Linked DNA regions of Zea mays: regions 2 and 3 are each linked to region 1. The links are chromatin contacts, called in public Hi-C maps. All regions are on one chromosome and are shown on one strand. Each heading gives the region's core, a stretch centred on a gene start, on an enhancer-like site or on the middle of the called end of the contact. The rest is flanking DNA. Distances are from core to core; before and after follow the strand shown.

What was found. A called contact is a pair of places that touch in the nucleus more often than the background predicts.
Region 2: a contact with region 1 is called in a Hi-C map of ear, with 3 times the contacts expected there. The contact joins the promoter of LOC100272272 here to the promoter of LOC100217217 in region 1. A contact is called at or near these places in 2 of 25 Hi-C or Micro-C datasets (ear and tassel).
Region 3: a contact with region 1 is called in a Hi-C map of bundle sheath, with 6 times the contacts expected there. The contact joins the promoter of LOC100282844 here to the promoter of LOC100217217 in region 1. A contact is called at or near these places in 4 of 25 Hi-C or Micro-C datasets (bundle sheath, ear, leaf and 1 more).

What each region holds. Positions count from the first base shown.
Region 1 is chr5:173,172,034-173,176,309 of Zm-B73-REFERENCE-NAM-5.0, forward strand. It overlaps LOC100217217 (2-cys peroxiredoxin BAS1), which reads left to right and starts at 2,431. Exons shown (of 7, transcript NM_001143574.1): 1 at 2,431-2,697; 2 at 2,795-2,869; 3 at 3,011-3,092; 4 at 3,182-3,261. The coding sequence starts at 2,509. It overlaps LOC100285220 (transcription factor E2F3), which reads right to left and starts at 1,323. Exons shown (of 14, transcript NM_001158114.2): 1 at 839-1,323. The coding sequence starts at 1,069.
Region 2 is chr5:173,405,238-173,409,513 of Zm-B73-REFERENCE-NAM-5.0, forward strand. LOC100272272 reads right to left here and starts at 1,773. Exons shown (of 5, transcript NM_001146760.1): 1 at 1,648-1,773; 2 at 878-1,526. The coding sequence starts at 1,437. It overlaps LOC100286172 (digalactosyldiacylglycerol synthase 1), which reads left to right and starts at 2,206. Exons shown (of 7, transcript NM_001159060.1): 1 at 2,206-2,947. The coding sequence starts at 2,300.
Region 3 is chr5:173,360,751-173,365,026 of Zm-B73-REFERENCE-NAM-5.0, forward strand. LOC100282844 reads right to left here and starts at 2,583. Exons shown (of 1, transcript NM_001156135.2): 1 at 1,497-2,583. The coding sequence starts at 2,390. The coding sequence ends at 1,767.

The DNA.
Region 1 (4,276 bases), core at 1,181-3,680:
GTATCCGACAAAAGAAACAAGCATGACTTGCACTGATACATTACAGTCTTGCACATTTCAACACCTTGAAACAGTAATCACCAGGTTGTGTTAAATATATATATGACCTATGCTTGCATAAACACACACTGGCAGGAAAAAAGGTACTCCATCTGTTCTTTTTATTTGTCGCGTTTTAGTTCAAAAATAAACTAGCGGGCGACAAATATTCAAGAACGGATGTAGTACAAGGTATTCAACATCTACAATAAAAGAAACAAACCAAGTTCTCTTTCATTTGGCAATGCCATAGATAGAAGTTTATAGCGCACGAGCACACCTAGATAGAAGTCCTACAGCGAGCCAAATCGTACCTACAGCCACACAGACAGCATGTAAGCTACTACGGCAATGATTAAGGGGAATATATGTTGACCAGAGCTTCCTCTATGCCAATTGCCAGTACATCTACATTACATAAATCATTTCTGTTTCTGACATAAAACTTTCCCTCCATTTCTGAATCTCGCTGCAGGGACAACTGTGTGAGATAAATTATTTTCTGATAATGAACCCGGTTGCGTAACAATTACAGTTCCTGCCTATCTGACACCATAACCGCGAGTACGGAGCATTTGAGCTTCGGGAAGACTTCCAGGGAGCAATGAAATTGGACAGAATTTCACGCGTTTCTACTTATGACAGGTGTAGTGAAACCCAAATCCATATACATAAACAACAGGAGACAGAAAAGTCGACCAACAATACGACTTGAAGCATGGGTCTCCAAACACTGTAAGCTGGCCCGAGAAGGGAAAACAAATCCGGAGCTCTTGGGGGAGCAGAAGCATCATCTCACCGGAGTCCGTATGAACAGCCCCTCCTCGATAGTATCACGAGGAGGAGCCCCCGCACCGACGCCGCCTGAGGTGGCGGCGGGTGCCGTGGCCGCAGCCGGTGTCGGAAAGCGGTGGTAGTCGTCGGGCGCGGCGAAGGGCGACCGCGACGGCGTGGCGAAGGACAGCGGCGGTCGCAGCGACTGCAGGATCTTCTGGGCGGCCGGCGGCCTGCCGCTGCCGACCCCCGACATATGGCTTCTGCTCCCCGGCCGGCGGCGACCCCGGATCTCGCGCGATCGTGCGGAGGGGCGCCGGGCCCCCGGAACCAATCGGCGGCTGGGGAGGCCGGGGCACTCTCCGGAGCTAGGGTTCCGGCGGGGTGGGCGGCGAGGACCGGCGAGGCTGGAGGCGGGCGGTGGCCGGTGGGTGGGGTTAGCGAGGAGGGAGGGAGGTGGAAAGGGGGGAACAGAATAGAGGAGGAAGGGAGAGAGAAAGAAGCAGAAAACGAGGGAACGGGGGCGAGGAGGGAAATTAAGTAGAGCAGCATTTGGGGAAGGGCCTGCGGATGGACATGGACCATCGAAGGAACCGTCGCCGCCGTAGCCTGGGCCAGATTTCTAATGGAGCCAGACACGCGCTTTCGTTCTTGGGCCGCTCCCGCGGTTCTTTTTATTTTTATTTTATCATTTTATTATACCTGGCAGTGGCACTTTGGGTTAACTTTCATTTGAACTCATCCAAGTCCAGCAACAAAAGGAGAGAATACAATAAATTGTTTATTATTTTCTCTAAACTTCGCTTCAAAAACTAACCATTAAAATCCCCAGAGAAAACATTTTCTGTGCACGATTTTTCTGCGCAATTTTCACGTTCTTGATTTTTTAATGCATCGCAATGATAGAAAGCAGTTGATGTACTGATGATGCATGGAGTATCGCAATTATTCCATTCCACGCTCCTGCAAATATCAAACGTAGCCAATCAACCATTTTTTGTCTGGTGCGTAATGCATGCCACACACGGTATTGATGTTGCCGCGGCTTCAGACCATCTCCCACCGTTCTCTCATATTTATCTCTGTATCTATACTTTCTATTATATTTTACTACGATTAAAATACTTTCTATACTGTTTTTAACCATTTACCCTATTTAGCTCCCCCTACCTACTATAATCTAGTTATTTGATATTTGTAAGTTTTAAAAAAACATAGACTATTTATACTATTATAATTCACATTGTTTTCAAATAACAATACTTAAAAGGAATTAATATCATAAAGTGACGGAATAATTAAAATGTGGAGGAAAATTGGAATTTACCCCATATATTGGGGAGGTGGCTCTCTCCCTAGTATGGAGTGGGTTTTCACTTTTCACCCCAAATGTCACCCCACGTGGGGTGGGGGAGATATACGGAGCACCGTTGGAGGTGGCCTCACGAGAGATTGCGGTACCCTTCGCCGGCGGACATGTGCGACCCAAGCTGCCAAGCAGCGCAGGCACGGGCCAGAATCGAGAAGGCGAGGACCGAAGAGCTCGTGTGGCGCTGACACGTCCCTATTTAAAACCTCCTCACTCACTCAGCCATAGCCAGCGCCAACCCCCGGAAAGGCGGAAACCCATCGCAACTAATCCCCAACCCCAAACCTCCAATCCACCCATCCCCTCCTCATCCACTCCGGGCGGCCATGGCCTGCTCCTTCGCCGCCGCGACCGTCGTCTCTTCCGCCCCCACCCCGGCCGCCAGGCCCCTCGCCGTTGCCCCGCAGTCCGTCTCTGTCTCCCGCTCCGCGGTCGCCACCGCCGCCAGGCCGCTCCGCCTCGTCGCCTCCAGATCCGCGCGGGCCACCAGACTCGTCGCCCGCGCCGGCGGCGTCGTAAGTTCTCCTCGCGTCTTGCCTGCTGCGGGCTTACTTCACACCCTCTCCTAGTTTGCGCACTCACGGCTCATGCCCTTGTGCCTGTGCTACGTAGGATGACTTGCCGCTGGTCGGGAACAAGGCGCCAGACTTCGAAGCCGAGGCCGTGTTCGACCAAGAGTTCATCAACGTATGTGCACCTCTCTCCACGCAATCTCGCGTGGTTTTATGCTGTGGCAGCAGAACTCTGAAATCTGTCATCAGTCATCCTTTCAAATTGCTCTTCCATTTGATGTGGCTGGCGGTGACATTGCTCTGTGTGCTTTTGCAGGTGAAGCTCTCTGATTACATCGGGAAGAAATACGTCGTTCTGTTCTTCTACCCCTTGGATTTCACCTTTGTCTGCCCGACCGGTGAGGATAAAACAGTAGCATAAGTATCAAGAAGATTCGTTTGGAGTGGATCTCTGAGATTCTGATGAACGAACGCCTGATGCTTGCAGAGATTACTGCCTTCAGTGACAGATATGAGGAATTCGAGAAGTTGAACACTGAGGTTCTTGGTGTCTCTATTGACAGTGTGGTATGATATAATGCCCTCATATTCCATGATATGGTAGCATCTATCAGTACGAATTAGTCATCAATTGTTCTATAGTTGACATCTGATATCTCTACTGCTTGTGTGGATTGTTCTTTGTTCTATGTCGTAGTTAGCTCTTGAAGTACATTTCAGATTTGATATGTGCTAGGAGCCCATAACGGGAATATAATTATTATGGTTGAACTGCTCCTGTGATGAGAAATTCACGTGCTACTGCTAGGTTGTCTTTGGAGCACAAGCACAACTGTATTTGTGTGCATGGTTCTTGACCATAGTCACATTATTTCTAAAGCTAATTCTGGAAAGTATGTTCATGTGGAGTTAGGAAACAATAATTATACAAATACACAATGTTCTATAACAGTAGAACCGCACATGCCTTTTTTCCTTTACACTTGCCCATTTCAAGTTTTTTAGTAAAGTAGTAGGGCCACACATGCTGATTTTTCCTCATGGTGAAAGATATGTGCCACACTTTACGAATGTAACTATTAATAGAAAAATCCATCTACATGAACATAAGAGCAGTGTCACTAGGGATGAAAACAATGAGAAAATGTTAAATTACAATATAGAGTCTGAAAGTAGTTGGTATAGGATTTTCCTGTTCATTGTACAAATAACTGAAAAACCGGTTGTGCTAAAATCACAAAATGACAACTTTCATGTTTTGATAGAAACGGAAACAGTATCATAATACGGAAAACGATATTGGTTGGTATGGGATTTTTATGTAATGCTTTCACCCCTACGGGCTATTTGGCAATTCCATTTTCCCAAGTGAAAATGAACTAATTTTCCTTGGGAAAATGGAAACCCCTTGGAAAAATGGGGTTGCCAAACTAGCCCTAAGTGACACATTACTATGTTAGATTCATTTTCGGATTTTATATCGGGACTAACTACTCACATTACACTTGAGGCCTTAAATTTAACCTTTGTTGGCACAAAGGAAATGTGTTCTAGCTTCATGGTCTTATTAAATTGACCGTTG
Region 2 (4,276 bases), core at 523-3,022, 230 kb after region 1:
ATCTAGATGCATAACAAAATCTATATGTACCTAGAGAAGCTACAACGGCTTATAGTTTGGAATTAAGGGACTAGTAAATATCTTTCCGGTATAATGATGTTTAGGCTCCCTTTTAATTGTACAGAGCCTATGTAATGTATGCATCTTGGAAAAAATAAGAATTCTAATTGACACATAACATAGACTTTGACTGTTGGACAATCTGGGGGAGTAGTATTATAAAACTCAAGGAAATTGTTGCTTTCACAATATTCAACCAATCAGGGTTTACGAACTAACTTTTCAACACACCACATACCCACATGGTTTGGACTACTTATGCTGCCAAGATCATATGACAATAAATTCTATCTGGCATTGCTACTGATGGTGACATAAGTTAGTGTCAGGCAACGACTATTGTACAGTTATATTTTAAATGCAAGCGTGCATGTGAGACTCATGGTCCGTTAGAATGTTAGATCGTGACCTAACCACATATCACATTTAACACTTAAACCCATCCACCATCAGCTCGCGTAGATTTATAAAAGACCTCTAACAAACCATAGTTATATCTACGGTGGGATAATGATCTAACGGACCAAGAGGTTCATTACACACTTGCACCTAAGACCTGATTGCATAGTAGCTGTTGTCGTTAGTGTTACTCAATTAGAAGCGCCATCAGTTAATTTAATTTCTGCAAAGCAGTAGAGTGTCGTGTTCCATTTCTGTTGGCGAGAGCCAAAGTTCACATCTGCACTTGATAATTTATATCTTTCTAGCATTTTCACTAAAAAACTCCAGTTTAGTAAAAGCAGCAATGTACCGCTACTTTACCAGAGAATATTCGAAGGAAGTATTTTAGATATTTCACTCACAAATGTAAGTGTACCTTTTAAATGACTTGTCTTGATCAGGGTGGCCAAAAGCATCACAGGTATCAGCAGTTCCATTGGCCACATTACCATTCATACCGCTGGAGGCATCGATGCTCAAGTACTGCAAGGGGTTGCTGGGTACATTCTCAAGCACAGCATTTACCATGGAACTCTCTGAAGTTGTCAGCCTACTCTTCTGTCTTGGTGAATTCGGACCATAAACACAGCTAGCCTCGACCACAGAACCGCTTTCACCACCTTCGCCAGCATCCAACAAGTCATCAGCTTCACCACCAGAGATTTGATTGCCTTCCTCAATTCGACAAATTGGGCTTTCAAATGTTGACAGAGCATCCAAGATGGCATCAGAATCGCTACAGGCCCTTCTGAGAGGAGGAAGCTTGGGAGCTTTCCCGGAATCTGCAAGGAGATCATCGAGCCAGCACGGTGGCTCACTAAAGAACGTATCCCCAGATGGAAACCTGCAGCTCTGCGTGAACATGCTGTCATCCCTTCGAGTGATCTGAGGACCCAGGGGTGGGCAGCGGGGTGGGAGGTGTGGCGACCGAGACATGGCGAGAAAAAGCCCTCGTATCTTTGATGGCCTTCCTCTTTTGGTTCTGCTAAGTAACTAGAGCCAATCGAGCATCCCTTGCGTTGTTCCTTTCATATGGAAAAACAGCAGCTTTGGGTCAGATCCGAATGTAAAATAGCCTGCATTAGGGTTTGGGAAGGGTTTGGTGTGCTCGATTTCGCACAGCAGGAAGAGGAGTTGCTGGCATACCTGGTGGATGCTTGTTTCCAGCCAAAGGGCCGACGAAGACCTGGCGAAGGTCGACGCGGGTGCCCAGTCGGCGCCGCCAAAAGTGAGGGGTGTGAGTAGTGAGGGAGGAGAAAGGAAAGGGAGGCGTGATTCGGGTGAACGCAATCGTCGAGGACGCGGTTGATCAACGCAAATGGGCCTTGCGGCCTTGAAGCTGGCGGCGGAACGAAATGGGCCTTGCGTTGCAGTCCTGGGCTCCTGGCTCATGGGCAACGGCCTTGCGTTGCCAACCCCCGGACGGTCCCCGCTCACTTCCCGACCGCACGTATGCCCACGTCACCGTAGCACCGTTCCACCCCACCACAAAGCTGGATTCCACATCTGCCCTGCGGATCCAATTCTCCAATCACTCTCACTGCCATGCCGACCCCACAGCAAGAGCCAGCCACGGATTGACGGATGGGATACCTCCAAGTCGGAACGCGGCTTCCTTCCTCCGGCGGTCCGGCCCGAATCAACGCGTGGCGTCGGAGCTCCGTGGCGTCGTCGTCCTCTCCCCTCTCTTTCCCAACACCTCGCGTGTTGTCTAGCACTCTAGCTGCTTCTCTCGGTTCTCGCGACTCCCAAACGGCAAAACGCCAAAACCCTAGCCGCGGCCATTCCGGAATTGGCCATGGAGGCGAGGGCGTCGCCGCGTCCGTCGGTCTCCATCGGTGGCGGCGGCGGCTTCGGAGCTGGGCGGGGTGACGACAGCGCCTTCTCGTTTCTCTCAAAGGGGTGGCGCGAGGTGCGGGATTCCGCCACCGCCGACCTGCGCCTCATGCGTGCGAGGGCTGATTCCCTCCGCACGCTCGCGGACCGCGAGCTCGAGCACATCCTCGCGTCCGCCTCCACTGCGCTGACCTCCGCGCCGCCGCCGCCGCTCGCCGCGGGGGCGCCCATAGCCGAGCTCGAGTTCGTGCGCACACGGATCCAGCCCAAGATCTCCGAACTGCGGCGCCGGTACGTGTCGCAGGAGCGGGAGCTCGGCCGCAGGGTGCTCGAGGGGTGGGCGCCGCGCGGGGCGGGGAAACCCGCGCGCGCACGTGTTGACCTCTCTGGGATCACCGCCATCCGCAACGCCATCGTCTCTGAAGTGGATGGCGGGGAGCGCTGGAGGCGCGTGGTGTGGAACGGGGAGGCGGAAGAGGGGAAAGAATGGGAGGTGCTCAGGATGATACGGGACGGCATCAAAGAGTTCGAGCGCCGGAGCCAGACCAAGGAGATTTTTGAGGGATTGCGCAGTACCGGCGAGCTCGTCGAGAAATTCAAGTCCAGCCTGGTAATTTTGCACAGCCATCTCGCAGATTATTCTAATTAATTGACCAATGTTGCTGCCCTGCTTTGATTTGGTGGATTGCCTTGGGAATTTTGTAGAATTTGTTTTTAGGAATCAATTCAATGTCTCCTATGCGATTAGGCTCTAAAGAATTAATATGAACCAAGTGGACTAATGGAGTAATGATCATATGCTATCGTGATAACCTCTGGCATTAGTTACTTCAGTTCTCTTCTCTACTATAATAATTCACCAGTTTCAACGATCGTTCTGCATAAGTCTATTCCCCCTTACCAGTGGGCGATTATCCTGATAGATAGACCGTGAAAACCACCCAAACCTCTATTAGTGGGCCATTACCCTATAGATGGACCGTGAGAACCACCTGTTGAGCACCAAAATTGATCGTGCGGACGGTCCGACCCTGAGGCCGGACGGTCCGCCATAGCGGCGCGGACTGTGCGTGCGTGCGCAGAATCAGTTAGGGTTCTAGATTTCTTGCAGGATTTGTTAGCAAAACCTGTGGGGTTAACTTGAGAACTGACTTGTAACAGGTTCAGACCTCCCCCTTTATATAGATAAAGGGGTACAGTCGATTGAGACCCCCCACAATCGATCCAATCAAACCTATTATTCATATTTACCTTATTTGCAATGTTCTTTCCATTCCTTAGGAATAAGAGTAATCTAGCCTTAGTGTAGCCCTAGTATTAGTCTTCCTTGACCTATTACTTGACCTCTCTTCGGCCCGCACGGTCAATTTTGGTGCTCAACACCACCTAAGCCAAACACAACAGGAAGCCGCATGTAGCGCAACGCTCCCTCATAGTACCACCCCGCTAGGTAAAGATGAACGAGCGAGCTATAAAAAAGGGGTCGGGCTACTTTTCAATTCATACCTTTCTAGGCCTTTTGGCTAAGATAAAGTGTACTATTTCTTCTTGTGTACCGTCCAACGCACTGGTATTGTAGTAGTGTATCAAGAAACTGCAGAGCACCTCCTGAATGTAGGCATAATTAATGACTACGTTGAAAACATGGATAAACGTTATCAGGACTATTTATGACTTGTGAGATGATAAATGCTAGTAAAATTTAAAGAAGTAAATATATTTAACCCCGAGCGTAAATGCTTGACCTTTACTAGGATTATTCAGTTTCATTTGTATTCTGTAGTCCCTGTTTTGTTGGAAGAGGAGTGCTGATCAGATTTAAGTTGCGGTGCTTAAAATTTCTATTAACCTTGTGACAAATCTCTGCTCAACTGACTAGCTTGTTATAGAGCAAACCTTAAATGAATTATTGTGTCCAATATTTATACTCAACTGCTAA
Region 3 (4,276 bases), core at 1,333-3,832, 190 kb after region 1:
AAGCTTTTACAGGTTGGTGCTGGAGCCGGTCTAAACCCAAGTAAAAACAGGCGATTGTTATGCTAGACTACGCACAACGTATAACTAGCTGCTCCAGCAAGATGAACACACACGTTGATGTCAGGCAGGGTGTGTGCAAAATGCTGGTCCGAGTTAAGGCGCTGCTGCTTGCTCTGTTGATCGAGTGGCTAGCTGGCGAGCTGTTGAACGATGTGACGCATGTACGAGATCTCTAGCTTTTGTTTTATTATGGAAACAAAAATGTTTAGACCTTTTGCAATTTCTTGGATACACCCTTACAGACCCGAAAAATAGCAAACATCCACCATAAACATTCTCCAAAAAAGAAATACATAAGCGACACAAGCTCCTTCTAATCTGACATTAGACTTCCATCTATGTCTTACAAAGATCTCTATAGCCACTATCTCTAAAAATCGACATACCACGAGAACCTCTTGTCGGGTTTGGTCTTTATGCAACAATATTGACAGAATGTTACTCTCAAAAGGACCTGCATAATTGATGTACGATCTCTAGCTATTGAACGATGTGACGCGTCGCCTAATGCCACTTTTAACTCTACGTATCGTACGTGTGCATGTACAGGAACGTACTAGTTGAATTTGGTGCTAGCCCTGGAGCGTCGTCCATAGGGATGGCAACGGGTCGGGTTGTGTTCGGGTATAATAATACCCGACCCGATATCATACCCGCCCCTTATACAAATATCCATACCCACCAAGCCAATCGGGTAAAAAAATGGACCCGTACCCGTGCCCACCGGGTACCCGTCGGGTATCGGGTATCCGGTGGATATGCTGCTGTAAAATATAAATCTACATGTAAATTAATGAGCAACACAATTTATGACAGATAAGATTTAATGAACAACATCACAATATGTGAAATTGATAAGCAAAGCAACATCACCAATTTACAAATCATAGTACAGTTGCTCATTGGCTGGTTAGCTAGCCGGTTAGGAGAATAGGAATTAGGACTACAAGTACCAGGCTAGCAGCAGCCAACAGGGACACGGGCCACACTACGCTTGGGTTGGGCGCTTCCGTTCTTGGTGGCCTTTGGGCCATTTTGCTTTGGTTCATGGGCCGAAAACACAACATATGAAATTGTGAATTAATATTTCGGGTATCCAGTGGATATCCATGGGTAAACTATACTATCCGTACCCTACTCGACTTATTTCGGGTACCCGACCCGACAGGATCCACGGGTGAATTTTTCAACTCGTATCCATATCCATCGGGTACGAAACCCGTGGGTATCCATACCCACGGATCCAATTGCCATCCCTAGTCGTATACTAAGCAGAACAATGCCGCTTGTTCTGTAGTCACTATCTATCTATGTATCTATCTATCTATTATTGGAGACATGGACAGAAACAATCATCAGTATAACATTGACATCATCCTGTTAGTAAAAACCATAGTGCCGTTCCTAGCTAGTAATGCAATGCGTAGCTGCGTTTGGTTGTAAAAACATTTGAGGATAATAAAAGGACGAAATCAAATAATTAATACACGTCATGGTACAACTGAGTTGAAGTTTCTGGACAGCCATCTGGCGAAAGCAAATAATTTATTCCCCCGGCCCACAAGAGAATGAGAATTGACAACGAGACATGAACAAAATTAAAAGAACCCAGTTAACGGCGGCCGGCGCACCCAGAGATGAAATTTGAGTAGCACGCAACAATACGTAGGGGGCAGGACAGGGAGGGCACTTGTTTGGTCACAAACTCACACCTCGACGCTGCATCCTGTGGGCTGGGCGAACTTGAGCGACGTCACGGTGTTGTTGACGCCGGGGTAGCCCGCGGAGAGCACGGCGGGGCAGCTGACGAAGAGGTGGTAGCTGCCGGAGACCCAGCTGCCGACCTTCCACTTGACGCGGCCGTCCACCTTGACCTGCAGCGCGACGAAGCCCGCGGCGACGTCCTGCTTCATGGCGTCGGCGACGTAGGCGGCAACGGGCACGGACTCGGCCGACAGCACGGGGGACCAGACGGTGAAGTCGCGGTGGCCCTGGTACTGCGGCGGCAGAGACACGGGCACCGTCACGGCCTCGTCGCGGTAGGTGACGAACACGTCCAGGCGCTTGTAGAAGATGCCCACGCGGTCGTTGGGGTTGCGGGAGGCCAGCGTCACCTGCGCCGACGCCGTCAGCGACGGGTCGCCCAGCGAGATGGGCCTGCGCAGCTGCAGGTCCTGCAGGTAGAAGGACGGCTTCGAGGGGCGCAGCGCCAGGTACACCACCAGCGAGACGAAGGCCACGATGAGGACCAGCGCCAGGAGGCACGACGCCATGCACCCGCAGCAACGCCGCAGGTGGTGCTCGTGCTTGTGGTGCTTGTCCTTGCTCATGGCTGACGAGTGACGACGACGACGACGACCTCGGCTACCCTGCTCTGCAGCTCACCGCTCTGCTCTGCTATCCGCGGTGCTGTGGCGGCCGGCCTGTGGGTGTGAGCCTGTGAGGTGTGAGCAGATGAGCTGAGCTGGCTTTCGTTTTGAGTGAGTGAGTGAGGAGTGATGAGTGGGTTGGTGACTGAGCCGTGCGGTCTAGGAAAGCGTAATGGCTTTTTTTAAAAAAAAAACTGTAGTGGCACACCAAGCGGGCTACCCCTACACTACACTACACTACACAACACAAAACACAGCGCATGCATGTGCCACTCAAAAGGGTTCCCTTCCCTTGCTAGCACAGCACGATTGGTTAACCCTCGCGGCAGGGTTGAGCCTGAGTAGAGCAGACAAGCAGAGAGCGGCGGCCGGAAAGCAACGTCCCAACCGAAGAAGATTCCTCCATCTGCTAATCCGGCACATAATTCATCCAGTACTGGGCCACCGGGTCAGCCACGGGGACGTCGGGTTGTGCGTGTGCATGTGCGCTTTGAGATTCGTGTCCACCTTTCACCTTTGCTTGAGTGCGACGCCGGGAAGTACACACGTCATAGCTTGAGATTCACTCAGCCACGCTTACATTTTAAACCCACAGGAATAATGGTGGCCGACGCGACGGTTGCCCGTTCGACCCTCCAATCTTGGTTACCTATATCCGTTTTTATTTTATAAAAAATCTGGGTCTACCTTCTTCTCATTCTCATTGACCACTACTCCTGCTCACTACTACATATTTTATCTATACAGACGGCTAGGATGTAGAAAAGGACCTAATTTAGTTCTGATAATTAAGTACCAACCATACGGACTAATGCTTTTTTTATTGAGTATGCATAGAGGTTTTTGTTTTAGTTGCTTAGTTAATTGGCTCTTTAAATAGATGTTTTGCAGGCTCTTTTGAGTTCTTTACTTTCTTTAGCAACCTTTTGCTGATATTGTTGCATACATAGAGCTCAAGCGACCGCTCCAACTCGCCTGCTAGCTTCGTGATCTCACTTGTGTGAGATTGCGAGTGATCTAGCGTATTGCAAAAAAAACGAGAGATTGTGTGTTACCTATCTGGTAGCACTAGGCAATCTTTATGACTCATTATTTATTTTTTTTTGAATATCACCGGGGGATAGGATCCCCACCTGAATTGCATTGCTTATTGCGGCCAAATCGCCTATTGATAGTACAGCAAGGGGATATGGATTACATAGATTACATCGAAATGGTAACGCTACGTTACATGCAAAACACGACACCAGGCAGCCACGATCTAGTGGTCCTCATGTCGCAGCCTGGACCTCCAAAAACCGGCTTCAGAGCGGCACAACAGCATGGTAGCCGCAAGTGGGGATCTTTCCCCACGGAACACCACAGCATTTCTGCGCTTCCAAAGCTGCCAGCAACAGAGGAGAATAAACATGTTGTAGTGTTTCGCAGGGATAGCGGACGGCCGAAGCAGGCTCAGCAGAACGTTGCTGCAGTCTGAGGCAATCGTAATTCCCAGAGCACCCCAGAAACTGGAAGCGAAGCCGCAGTGGAGGAAGATGTGCGCTGTGTCTTCAGGGGCTCGACCATAGACCTCACACATAGTATCTTGGACAATTTGTTTCCTGGCCAGGTTAACGCGGCACTGGATGCGACCGTTGTTGACAAGCCAACCAAAGAAACAGACCCGAGGGGGGGCCTGGTTGCGCCAAACAAAAACAGCCTCAGCACTGCGCATCCCCTCGCCACAGCGCATGACACGGTAGAGGCTCCCTGTGTGTAGATTACCTCCAGCGCCAGCAATGGGGCAGTGACGCACATCCGGCGCCTCGGACAGCAACACGTCGTCGAGGACCAACTGTAGTGCACCG